2 separate regions of the Sus scrofa genome follow, and region 1 is linked to region 2. The links are chromatin contacts, called in public HiChIP or PLAC-seq maps. All regions are on one chromosome and are shown on one strand. The core of a region is the stretch at or near the end of the contact, and the rest is flanking DNA. Distances in the headings are between cores, read along the strand shown. Region 1 has its middle 210 kb from the start of NR3C1. Region 2 has its middle 100 kb from the start of NR3C1.

Evidence for each region. HiChIP or PLAC-seq counts read pairs in DNA pulled down with a chosen protein or histone mark.
Region 1: an H3K27ac HiChIP or PLAC-seq map of alveolar macrophages shows a contact between it and region 2. The contact joins two enhancer-like sites. A contact is called at or near these places in 3 of 47 Hi-C or Micro-C datasets (adipocytes, embryonic fibroblasts and skeletal muscle) and 2 of 2 datasets of contacts at active chromatin or transcription factors (alveolar macrophages and skeletal muscle).

What each region holds. Positions count from the first base shown.
Region 1 is chr2:145,140,907-145,147,123 of Sscrofa11.1, reverse strand. No RefSeq gene overlaps it. Among named protein-coding and RNA genes, the nearest start is that of NR3C1, 210 kb to the right of the region's middle. Within about 2 kb of position 2,308, at least 13 of the 83 cell types and tissues checked have an H3K27ac peak or open chromatin away from gene starts, as enhancers often do. A contact at or near this core is called in alveolar macrophages, where this site is marked.
Region 2 is chr2:145,029,448-145,035,238 of Sscrofa11.1, reverse strand. No RefSeq gene overlaps it. Among named protein-coding and RNA genes, the nearest start is that of NR3C1, 100 kb to the right of the region's middle. Within about 2 kb of position 1,693, at least 5 of the 83 cell types and tissues checked have an H3K27ac peak or open chromatin away from gene starts, as enhancers often do. A contact at or near this core is called in alveolar macrophages, where this site is marked.

The sequences.
Region 1 (6,217 bases), core at 1,059-3,558, 110 kb before region 2:
AAATCAGAGACGAGGGCTGGACAGAGGAAATGGCCTGCATTCACAATGACTGTGCACTTCCAGATATTTCTGAGGCCCATCTGTGCACCCTGCCGTGGGGGCTTCATATGATAAGATTCTCTTAGAAAAAGATATTCCTTTGTGTGTAGCATGAGTAGTTTTTTCTTTAACTTGAAACCAGGATGTCCAAAGCATTATGTTTTCATTCTGTTGAATTGGAAGGGGGGCACGAATGGCTTCCAAACTCTCCATGAGGCTTATCTAGTTTTAACTAAATTTGATTTATCATGATCATGGCTTAGGCATATGAAGTGAAGAGTAAAAACCTCCCATCTATCCTCAGTCCCTAAAAAAGTACGATTAATAAGTATTTTATCTGTCTCCTAAGAAATTGTTGATAAATATACAGGCAGATTTATTTATATCTGCTTTCCATAAATGGAATCATTTTATAAATGTCCTGAAGCTTGTTTTTTTTAGAGGAATAACACCTAGGAGATATTCCAAAATCCAAAAATATAGATATTATTTATAAGGGCTACATGATATCTCATTGTACGGAAATTCTGTAATGCATTAAACAAATCCCCTAGGATTTAGGTTGTTTTTAGTTCTCTAGAATTACAATCAATGCAGCAATGTCTTCCCCGTGTATCTTTGAGTACTTGTGTGAGTCTCTTTGCAGTATAAATCCTTAAATTATAATTGCCAGGGCCTATGATTTAGGCATTTTATGGGTCAATAAATATTACTTAGTTGGCTCGCCTTTCATGAGTCTTTGAAGAAAGGACTTTCATGAGTCCCGTAAGCAGGGCCAGAAAAGGTGTGGACTAGTGAGTCAGACGAAGCACCTAACACTGAAGTGTGAAAGGGAGCATGGTTTTGTGTGACAGAGGCCAAAAGATGCTCGATTCCTCCTCACCTGCCATAACCAAGGTCACTGAGTTCTTAATGGACCATACTGAGTTGCCATGATACAGATTCAGATTCACCCGTATCCCGCCTGATGGATTGAGATGTGACACCTAAAGCCCAGATTGTCGTGGTTGAGAAACACGAACTCAGCAGATCCTTGGAGAAGAGAACTCCCCCTCTAAGCCACTACCTATTTCCAATAGTGCTGAACAAGAGAGGAATGACAGCATTCTCCGCTATCTCAAGATTTATATGGCGCTCAGTGGTTTATAAAGCACATTTTAGTCTTTATAGGACTCTGGAGTAGCTATGACTGTAATACGCATTTTACAGACAATGAAACAAAAGACCAAAAATATTTGGTGACTTTCCCTCAATAATAGAACCAGTCAGTTTTAGAGTCTGAATTCAACCCAAGGGCTTCTGATGACAAAACAGGCTACATTTAAGCTGCACCACTTAACTGAAATAGCTGCTTTTGACCCCCTAAACAAACCGTTTGTTTGTAGCTAGTTCAAGGCATTTGTTAAAGGATAATTAGCTTTTCAATTAGGCATTTGGGAGCCATGGAAACACAGCTCCAGGGATTCAGCAGGGACCTTTTAGGATTTGAATCTCAAGGTTTCCCTCTCAGGTTATTGGGTCAAAACCTACCACATGTTAGAAAAGATTGAAATCCACTTAGCAGAGAGTTTATTGAGCATGAGCTCTTAGGAAAGAGATGACTAAATACTTCTGATAATTAGTCAAAAAGTCCTAAATTAGCAAAGCTTTCTGAGAAATTTTGACATGTTAGGAAACTCTTAGAATTATCAAACTGGTTTTCTGCAGCCTCACTGTCTCCCTGCACACACACACACATACACACACACACACACACACACACAAAAGCTACCAAAGGTCATTCTTAAATTTCCTTGCGGTTTGAGTTCCATTGCCAAATCAACAGCAGAAAATGTTGGCGCACAAGGGCACACCACTCTCTGTGTCCGGTTGCCGTGGGTCCCTGTTGGGAAAGACAGTTCCCTCAAGTGCCTGGGGCTTTGCCTTGCAATCAGGAGTGTTAAAAATAGATGTGTACACGCAGGGGAACAACCATGGGAAGTGGGTTTTTGGCATTTCCTTTGGTCATATGTGCATCTGTTACCCGCCAACTGATTTCTAGAATGTGATTACGGATAGCTTACAGTAACAATTTCTATACCAAATACCTAACTAATAAAAACATGTGACTCTTCAGGGGTACAGAAGCCAAGTCCAGTGACAAACGGAGAAGGCAATCCAGCTGATTCAGACCTTGGACTAAACAAATCAGCATAAATTATGGGCTGAAATATTCATGGTGTTGACCTCCTTCCCTTCTGTGATTCATAATTTCAGTGCTTCCCATCAATGATCTCATTCAGAACTGCAGATTGAAGTACCATCACATGCTGATGACCACAGCTCCCCTAGCGCTAGACCTCTCCACCGAGCTCCAATCTTGCGTAGCCAACATCTCCAAATGACCAGCATATGAGTGCCTGAGACTGGAACAAAGCAAAACTTTGTGGAAGTTTCCCCCAAATGAGTAAATGGCACCATCATTCACCCAGTTGCCCAAACCACCCTTAGGAATCAGCATTGATTCCACTTTTTCCCTGTCTGTTTCACCAGCAGGGACCTCCATCTTCCCCTGACCACAGCTGCTTTTCTAGTCCACACCTTCTCCATTTCTCCCCTGCACCACCAAAACATGCTTGCTTTTGCTGCCCATTCTCAGCAACCCACCCTGCTGCTGGCGCCCCTGCTAAATTCCCCCCTGCTAAACCCTCCACAGTCTTCCCATCACACTCATGATGAGGTATGGATGCCTTATCCTACAGGATCCAGGGCCGCCCCACCTGTCTGACTGATGTCCTTCTATCCCATGGACACTCCATATGCTCCTGTGTTACTGTCTCCATTCCTCAAACATATGAAGCTCATCCCTTCAAGCCTTTCCCTCCTCCTCTTCCTGGAATGCTCTCCACTCAGATCCTCACAGGATTGGTTCCTGTTGTCACTGGGGTCTCAGTTCATCCTCCAGACCTCCCCTGAGCACCCAGTTCTGTGTGACCCCTTCCACCCCTCAGCCACGAGCACACGTATCACCTCGCCGTCTTTTATTTTCCACTTGGTTCCCATCACTCCCCGGTATTATATTTTATACTTTTTCATGTTAGCACTCCTCCATTAGAAGGTGAATGAATTCTCTGAGGATCAGCACCTTGTCTAACTTCTCACTGCGTTCCCAAAGCCTGGCCAAGTTGAATGAATCCTTGCCTGATTGGGTTGATGGGGCCAAAGGCTGGTGTCATGGTTAACCCAGATGGAGCAAGGCAGCATTACTCCCAATGATAAGTGTCATTGTGTGTGCAGCCTCTGCCTCATGTAGGAATTTCTTCTGGAGGAGAAATGAAGGTTCCAGCCAGGACCACCTAACTCGGTGGGGGCAGTTTGTCACAAACTGAATCCTGCTTCATGTTCCCAGATACAAAGAGAACCAGAAAGTTTGTGACAGATTCATGTTTTCATTTACTCTGCAAATATTTATTGAGAGTATACTACATGGAGAAACTGGCGTAGTGACTGCTCAGTGGTGGAGGAGACGGAAGTAGTCTCTGGTTTCGTAGAACTCATAGTCTAGTGGGGGAGACATGGTTAACGATTAACTACACAAATAAATGGTGGGTTATTTTGTGATGGGAGCTAGGAGGAAAGCACAGGAGGCTATGTCAGGGAGACCTCTGTGCCAAAGATATTCAGATAAAGGGTCTCTGAGAAACCATCACACAAGGTCGGCACTGAGGCAGGCTGGCAGAAGGAAGCACCACCACCAGGCCAATCCTGCCTTGCTCCCCTTCTCTTTCCCTCCACTGTCATTCCATTTACTAGAAAGGAGGCACACGCAGCACAAGGCTGGGTGACCCTACTGCCTCCAACCATTGGTCTTGAGCCAGCTGATCAGTGATGTGCTCACCTTTGGTCCTTCCTCCTACTCACGAAAAATCAGGATGTAGCCAAGAGCTCACCTGGGCAGGAACAGTACCACATGACTGCCAGCACTGGGACTTCATCAGCATGCTCGATGGCTGGCACCGAGAGCTTTGTGTGTACCAGCCGGCATTCTAAGCATTTCCTCTCCCGATGGCCTTCTGTCTTCACTGCTCTTGTGGTAACTACAAGCATGCATTCCCTTTACAGATGAGAAAACTGATATACAGAGAATTGAAGTAACTTACCCCAGGTCAGAGGAGAAAGTGACAAACCCAGAATAAAAACCAGGTCTGTCAGCCCCCTCTGAGCCACCAGACAAAGACCCTTCTCTGTGGCAGAAATCAATGACTGGAAACTTCTCCAGGGCAGCCAGGAACTAGTACAAGGGGGGCCCTGCAGTCCCTGAGATAATTTGGGATGAAAGGAGATGCCTTGGATTCAAGGCTCTGTGTTGCTTGATGTTACCGGATGTAAACCCTCCTCAGTATCTGTTTACTAATCACATTCTGTACTCTCAAGGCACAGCATACTTTGAAGATAAGACTCATTCGTTCTCAGAAAATTTCTTTGAGTCAGAAACCATCCTGATTACTTTGCAGATAAGGCAACTGAGGCAGAAGGCCAACAAACCAATATGGCCACATCTCCTAAGTTGTATCAGAAGCAGAAGACACACTGCAGGTCCCATCACTTGTGCTCCATGGGCTGGTCACCCAGCATCTCCAAGCCTCAGCCGCCTCGTCCACAGAATGAGGGAACTAGAGGGGCTTGCGCACCTCTCTGAGAGCTGCCCTTTTCCCCAAATTGATGTTACCTGTGTTGGGCATGGTGGTCACCAGTTGGCTCTGCCCACCCAGAAACTGGCTTTTTTTTTTTTTTTTTTTTTTTTTGGTGCCAGTTGTCAGTGTTCCTGTGGGGAACTACCTTCTTCTGGGAGCCCCAGGGCAGGTCCCCAGGCAGAGGAGGACAGGACATGTGAACGGATGCATCCCTGCTTCCCACTGGGGAGCAGTGGTTTCCCAAATAAAAATGAAGTTGTCATTAAGCAAAACCCACCCACGTCCACCACAAGGGATGGGAGAACTTAAGCTTCCTCTGACCCAGGATGCAAGGGGTCCCAGCCTAGGCTCAGCCGGAAGAGAGATCTCTTGAAACCCGAGGGCAGGTAGGGCACTGGGGGGAATAAAGGATCAACACAGAGGGCATGCAAAGCGAAGGAGGAAAACCACACCGCCTGGCTTTTACTCCAATTTGTCATCTAACCCCCTTCTCCTTTGCTCCTAAGTCTGCACCATGTTCTCCCACCGTAAAGGGCAGATTTGTGGTTGTTTTTCTTTTTAAATTCCAAACAACATTTATTTATATTTTTTTTTTAAAAAAAAAGGTCCCTATTGTTCCCTCTCCATGAGGAATGAAGAAAAAAAAATCTGGACTAATTTAAGGCTCTTTAGATGAGAGGAAGGAAAGATATGAAACAAATATGACACCAAGCCAAGAAGGAACTAGGGAGACCGTGGAAGAAAATAGCTCTAACCAGAAGTTGCAAAGGTGGCTCCAGGGCTGATTCAGGCCCTCTGCCATGTTTTCTTCAGCTGGGACAATGGGGACTTTTAAAATGAATTAATTGTGAGCATTTAAAAATTGGAATATTTCATATAAAATGGTTTTGCTTGAGAGCATTAGGCTAGAATAGAAGAGCAGTCGTTCCCTCTGGATGCTGCCTCAGTTCTCTGTCCTCCACGTCTCTGGAAGCCTACTCTTCATTGACCTTAACTGCCAGACCCTAGAGCCACCAGTTGGCAACTTCTGCTCTAGGGAGTCCAGCAGCAACATCCTCTAGGAGCCAATGCAGACATTTCTTTGAGCATTCCTGCACACTCCAGGAACTACGTTATTCCTAAGTGTGTGAACCTACCCTGTTTCTCTTGTCATGCTTCATCAGTCATCACTTGGAGGAAGAGAACCTCAATCAATACCCAGACTAGTTGGAGAAAATAACTCCATTCAAGATGGGGTTTCCATTTCACTCTGGCTTCTGCTGCCAGAGCCAGGAGCTTGATGGGAGTGTCCCCATGGAAGGGGAGCCAGTGAAGATAGGAGGGAATGAAATTAAGACCTACATGCAGCTGAGGATCTGCCAAGCAAGACACCCAACCCGCTTCCAGAAACTGTCAAAGCCTGCAAAGGAACCAGAGAGTCATACAGAGAAACAAGATAAGGGTCTTAACGGTTGTATCCAGTCAAGTGAGGGTTTAGCTGTTCTATTTATTAGTGCATTTATGCA
Region 2 (5,791 bases), core at 444-2,943:
GGGCCACATACCACGCTAAATTCTCTCTCTCTTTCTCCTTCTCTCTCTCACCTCCCCACCTACTTGCATATTGTCCTCTGTTTTCAATATCATATATCATTATCATTATCATATCATCCTCTGTTTTCATTATCATATTTTGTCATCACCTTCCCTAGAAGGACATTTAAAAAATAGGCTCTGGAGCCAGGCTTCCTGGGGGGAAAAGTGACCCCACTACTTCCTTAGCTGTGTGATCCTGGTAAACTGAGTGCCCTCCCTGTGCCTAGTTCCTCATCTCTAAAAGGAGATATGAATAGCACCTACCTCATAAGGTTATTTGAGAAGTAAATGAACGGAGCACTTAAAACAGTACCTGGCCCATGGCGACCTCATATGCGATTAGTGTTGTTCTAGTCAATAGATGGCAAACTCTGGTTTTGAAAGGTCAATAACTTACACAAGGTCACGCAGGCTCTGAGGTGCAGAGCTGGCACTGGCTGATGGCAAAGCTGTAGTGATGGCAGTGCTGTGCTGCCTCCTGTTTAACACACACGGTGTACTCAGCAGGCACAGCTGAGCATGGCAGAACACTCAGAAGAGACAAACGCCCTTTGACCATCAGTTTCACTTCTAAGAATTTGACTGAAGCTTGAGCAAGTATATAAAGGCCCACGGATAAGGATGCCTATTGCGACATTATTTGAGATGGCATCAGACCAGGGTACATTTTCAGTGAATAGGAGTTCTCTCTGTGGTGTAGCAGGTTAAGCATCTGGCTTTGCCTTTGCAGGATCAATCCCCAGCCAGGGAACTTCCATAGGCCATGAGTGCAGCCAAGGGAAGAAAAAAAAAAAACTAGAATATAAAAAGGCTGTTAAAATGTAGTACAAACTAAATAAATCAGTGTTTCTCTCTGTATGATCTGTTGAGTCTGAATTTTCATGGAAAATGTCAAATTGACTTTTTAAATATCATTGGGGAACAGGCTGTGGGAACTCTTCCCAGGCTAGAGAGAGAATTGGGACTCGAGTATTCTTTTCCTCTCTCTCTCCTCCCTCTTCTTTTTTTGTTTTATTGAAGTAGAGTTGATTTACAATACCGTGTTAGTTTCAGGTGTACAGCACAGTGATTCAGTTATATATGCATGTTTGTATTATGTATTCTTTTTCGGAGTATTTTCCCCTATAGGTTATTGAAAAATATTGAGTATAGCGCCCTGTGCTATAGGTAGGTCCTTGTCGGTTATCTATTTCACATGTAATAGTGTGTATATGTCAATCCCAAACTCCTAATTTATCCCCCACTGATTCCCCTTTGTTATCTTCCTCTCCCTTGATGGCTCTCCAACTCTGAGCACCAAAGTGCCTCGCATGTCAAGGTTCGCCAGACCTAGGAGCTCAACTTTATTTCCAGAAGGAAAGAGAGTTCCTTTACGGGTGCTGGTGCCTGGCCCACCTGTGATAGGTGGGGTGAGCGGTATGCAACTGGGTCCCCTGCCTATGACCGCAGGAGACACTGCGGTTCTCCAGACTCACGCTGCCGTGTGGACCAACCATATGGAAAACGAATACCTGGATGGTCGGGCAAAGGCTTAGGCTTCTTTTTTTTTTTAATTAAAAAAAAGGTGTTATGCTGTTTAACACAGAGCACTGTGCACTTCCCTTTGCATGTGTAGACACAACCCTGCTTGAATCTGTATTAAAAAATAGAATTGGCAATGGCTTTTGCTCCCCCTGAGCTTGCCAAAAAGGTTGGAAGTGAGCATGCTTCTTCCTGCCTCTCTTGGCTGTGTTCCCTCTTAGAAGCTGGTGGAGACAGGATCCTTCTCTTCCATAACTTTCCCTTGAGCGGTAAGTGGGCTAAGGGGTGGGGTCCAGGAGAAGCACCCCCACCTTCCATAATCAAGGAGGTGCTGATGTAGAAAGATCAGGTGCTGGCAACAAAACTGAGGAGCTTCTGATGAAGTTCCCATGCTGTTTAATCCTTAATCATCCCTCCTGGCATACTTCCCATTGCTACTGCTTGCTTAAAATTGGAAAGGACTAATTGCCTCAATCTGTATTTTCTATAAAGCCAAGCTCAATGCAAAACCCACAGGGACTCCTTGCATGATCACCGTGACCTAATAGGCTATTTTATTTGCTTCCAAGAAGCTTCTTCCATCTTCCTCTTACATTCTAAAATTTTCTTAGTCCCAAGTGACAGTCAGCGATATGGGAGATATCGAAATGCTTCCTGCAGAGAAACAAGATGTTAGTTGAATTCCATACCCATCTCTCCAAATGGGTTTAATTATCAATGCGGTTTGCTGCCATGAACGTGAGTCTTTATGGAAATTACCTTAACTATTTTGTTTTTCCTAAAGACTATTCTGGAGATGAAAATAATCATTAAGCCTCACAGCTTCTACACCAAAAAATGTCAGATTGTTTCAGCTAATTAAAATTGAAATTTGAGGGCTCTTGTGATCTCAAATATGTCATTCAAATGTAGGCTTTCTCAGGAGAAAAAGTTTGTTGCACACTTCAGGAATGAAATTACAAGATCCACCCAAGTTATTGCATAAACTTTTGGTTTCTACACAAAGGCTAATCCTGTGCACATGCAGAGAAGCCCAGCCCCAGGTGCTGTCCCTTCTTTGCCAGAGAGACAGCTATCTCTCCTCCTAATGCTTGAATTCTGCCTTTTGTGAAAATTACCTTAAACCCACTAATAGCCACAGGAGGAAAATATAATCAATCCCTAATAACTTGCAGTCAATTTGTTTGTTAAATCTTTCCCTCTCTTGGAACTCAGAGTGTTTTCCTCCCCATTGCTTTCCTTTCGTAGATATGGCTAGAGGAAGATGCATAGGCAAAATGAGTACATATTATTTAGAAAAGAATTTAATTTCTTACCTCCTAATAAGAGATGTGGTAGGACACAACTGCTTGAAGGGAAGAAGGAAGGAAAAGGTTGGGCTGAATGTGGAGAGACAGAAACAGGAGACAGAAGAAAAGGCATGGAGAACCTTAGCCACAGTGGCATTGGGCCAGGATGGAAATGCTTACCAGGGGAGGGATATAGGTAAGGTGTGAGCACAGAATAAGAGAAACACGCCAATTTCTACAGAAGGCATTCGCATCTCTGGTTACCTGTGCACACCAGCTCTGTAAGAGTAACACATTCCGAAAATAATATTTAGACTTGGAGTCTCACTTTTTATGCATGGAGGTGAATTCTAAGAAATCAGAGCCAGTTTCCAGTCCTGAAAGCATTCCAAAGCGATCCTGTTAACAGTCCAGCTCCAACCAGGTAGCCATCCCTGAGCCAAATAACTAAGAATGCAAGCATGGGGGCGTGGGGCTTCTTCGAGCCCTGAAGAGATGTTCTCACAGAAGGGTTTGAGGCATTCTGTGACTTGTGTGACCTCAGGGAAAGTAACTTTACCTGCGGGAGCCTCTGCTTATCAGTAAAATAGATCATACCTCCTCCTGTAAGGATCACTGCTCTATAAACCTTAAACTGCTAGTCAAGGATGTTGGGACCTGTTGACAGTAAGTTTGGGATAAATCACGAGTGTTTATTAGGCTGCCAGAAGAGCAAGCTTGATCTTGGATCTTAATAATGTAAGTATTTACATTAAGATGAGAGTGGTGACAACCTTCTTCTATTGGATAAAAATCTGATCTCACTAAAAGAGATACTGGCAAACTGAATCAGGATATGGTGGAATTTAATAATACTTCTTTACAGCGTAAGATCATATCATTCAGAAAGGCTTAAATAAAAAAAAAATCCAGGGAGTTCCCATTGTAGCTCAGTAGGTTCCAAAGCCAACTAGTATCCATGAAGATGTGGGTTCAATCTCTGCCTCATTCAGTGGGTTAAGGATCCGACATTGCCATGAGCTGTGGTGTAGGTCTCAGGCGTGGCTTGGATCTCACACTGCTGTGACTGTGGCATAGGCCAGCAGCTACAGCTCTGATTTGACTCCTAGCCTGGGAACTTTCGTATGCTGCAGGTGTTGCCCTATAAAGCAAAGGGGGATAAAAACTCCAATCTACAGGGTCTTAAACAGGTAGAAAAGTATTATTTATTTTTACATAGCAAAGTGTCTACAGACAAGTTGTTTCTGACATTGGGTCATTGACGCAATGATGTTAAGGCTGGTGTCGCTATGATTTGCTTGACCTTTCCTCGTGATTACAAGAGGGCTGTCAGAGCTCCAGACATCTCATCCATGTTAAAAGCAGGAAAAGGGGAAAAACAAGGCTACTAGTTTGATCTGTCTATGCTAGTCAGAAAAGCAAATTTTTCTCTGAGAAAACTCTAAGAAGATGTTTGCTTATATGTCATTCATTAGAGCTATGTTTCATGGTCACCTTAATGCAAGAGAAACTGAGCAGGTTTTGAGTAGAAGGTGTCAAGGAAGAGTGAGATCTATGATAGCTATATCTCAGCTAAACACTGCTATCTGCCACAATTGCTATTATTTCCTTTTCCTTTTTTTGAAAAAAAAAGAAATATTTTAGGAATATGTAAAAGATAGAATCTGATTGGTCTAGTTTAGTCAGATATCCACCCCACTCCATCAGCTCTGGCTAAGACACAAACACAATCACAAAAAGTTCAGTACTATAAAAAATGTTTGTAATGTGCACCCAAGCATGCATACCCAGCTTTAAAAAAAAAAATTGCAAATTCACTTAAAGCTTCCCTTGCACTTCCTTACCATGACCCCATAACCAACCACTACCCTGAATTTGAGATCAATTATTCTCACACGTATTTTCACTCATATTCCTGCCTGGGCTGTTTTTAAATTTGTGCAAATACTGTAACATAGCCCTCTTTGGTTTGTTTTCTTAGCAAATCATGGCTTTGAGAATTATTCATGCTCACACATGTGGTCTAGTTCATTCCTTTTCACTCCTGCATAGTAAGTGTTACTTTGGTGAGTACAGCACAGTTGGTTTAGCCATTCATTTATTGATAGACATTTAGATTATTTATAGTTCTTTGCTACTGGAACATTGCTACAGTGAATTTCTAGTACATGGTGCTTTCTGCATATACCCAGAGATGGAATTGCTTGGTCAAAGTTCTCTGCAATTTTAATTGTACAAAATATTGCCGAAGGACCTTCCAAACTGGTGTATCAGTTGGCCATCCAACACAGGGTATTATTGTTTTAATTGCTCCACATTCTCACCAACCCTTGGTATTGTCAGAATTGTCAGAGTATGCCAATCTCATGAGTGTGGCATGGTGTGTTGTCTCTTTAATTTCCCCAGTTACTAGTAAGACTGAGCATTATGTAAGATGTTTACTAGCCCTTTGGCTTTCCTCTTCCTTGAATTTCCTGCAAGTATCATTTGCCCATTTCCCCATGGCTTTGTTATCTTTTCTTCGTCATTCATATCTTTCTATGTCTGATTCCCCCAAACAGACTGAGCATCTCTAGTTGAGTCCTCGATTCCATCATTCATTCTATTAATACTCACTGAATACCTAGCGTGTGCCACACCTTGTGGAAGCATGGGAGATACAAATCCTTGCCCTGGAGGCTTGTTGTCTTTGCAGTCTTCATTCTGGCACATAAAGAGGTTTGTCGAATGACCAAAACACCAATAAACACAATTCTAAGGAATCTGGGAGCCAGCTGCTGCAGTCTTTGTGTGGACAAGTCCTCAAGCTTACTCTTTATTGCTTTAAAGGGAAAAAGTAAGCATAGGCAGGGAAAAGCTACATGGAAAGCCTTGGGCTCAAACATAACAATAAACTTTCTAATAATCAGATGTGTTCAAATATAGAGTAGTAAAAACCC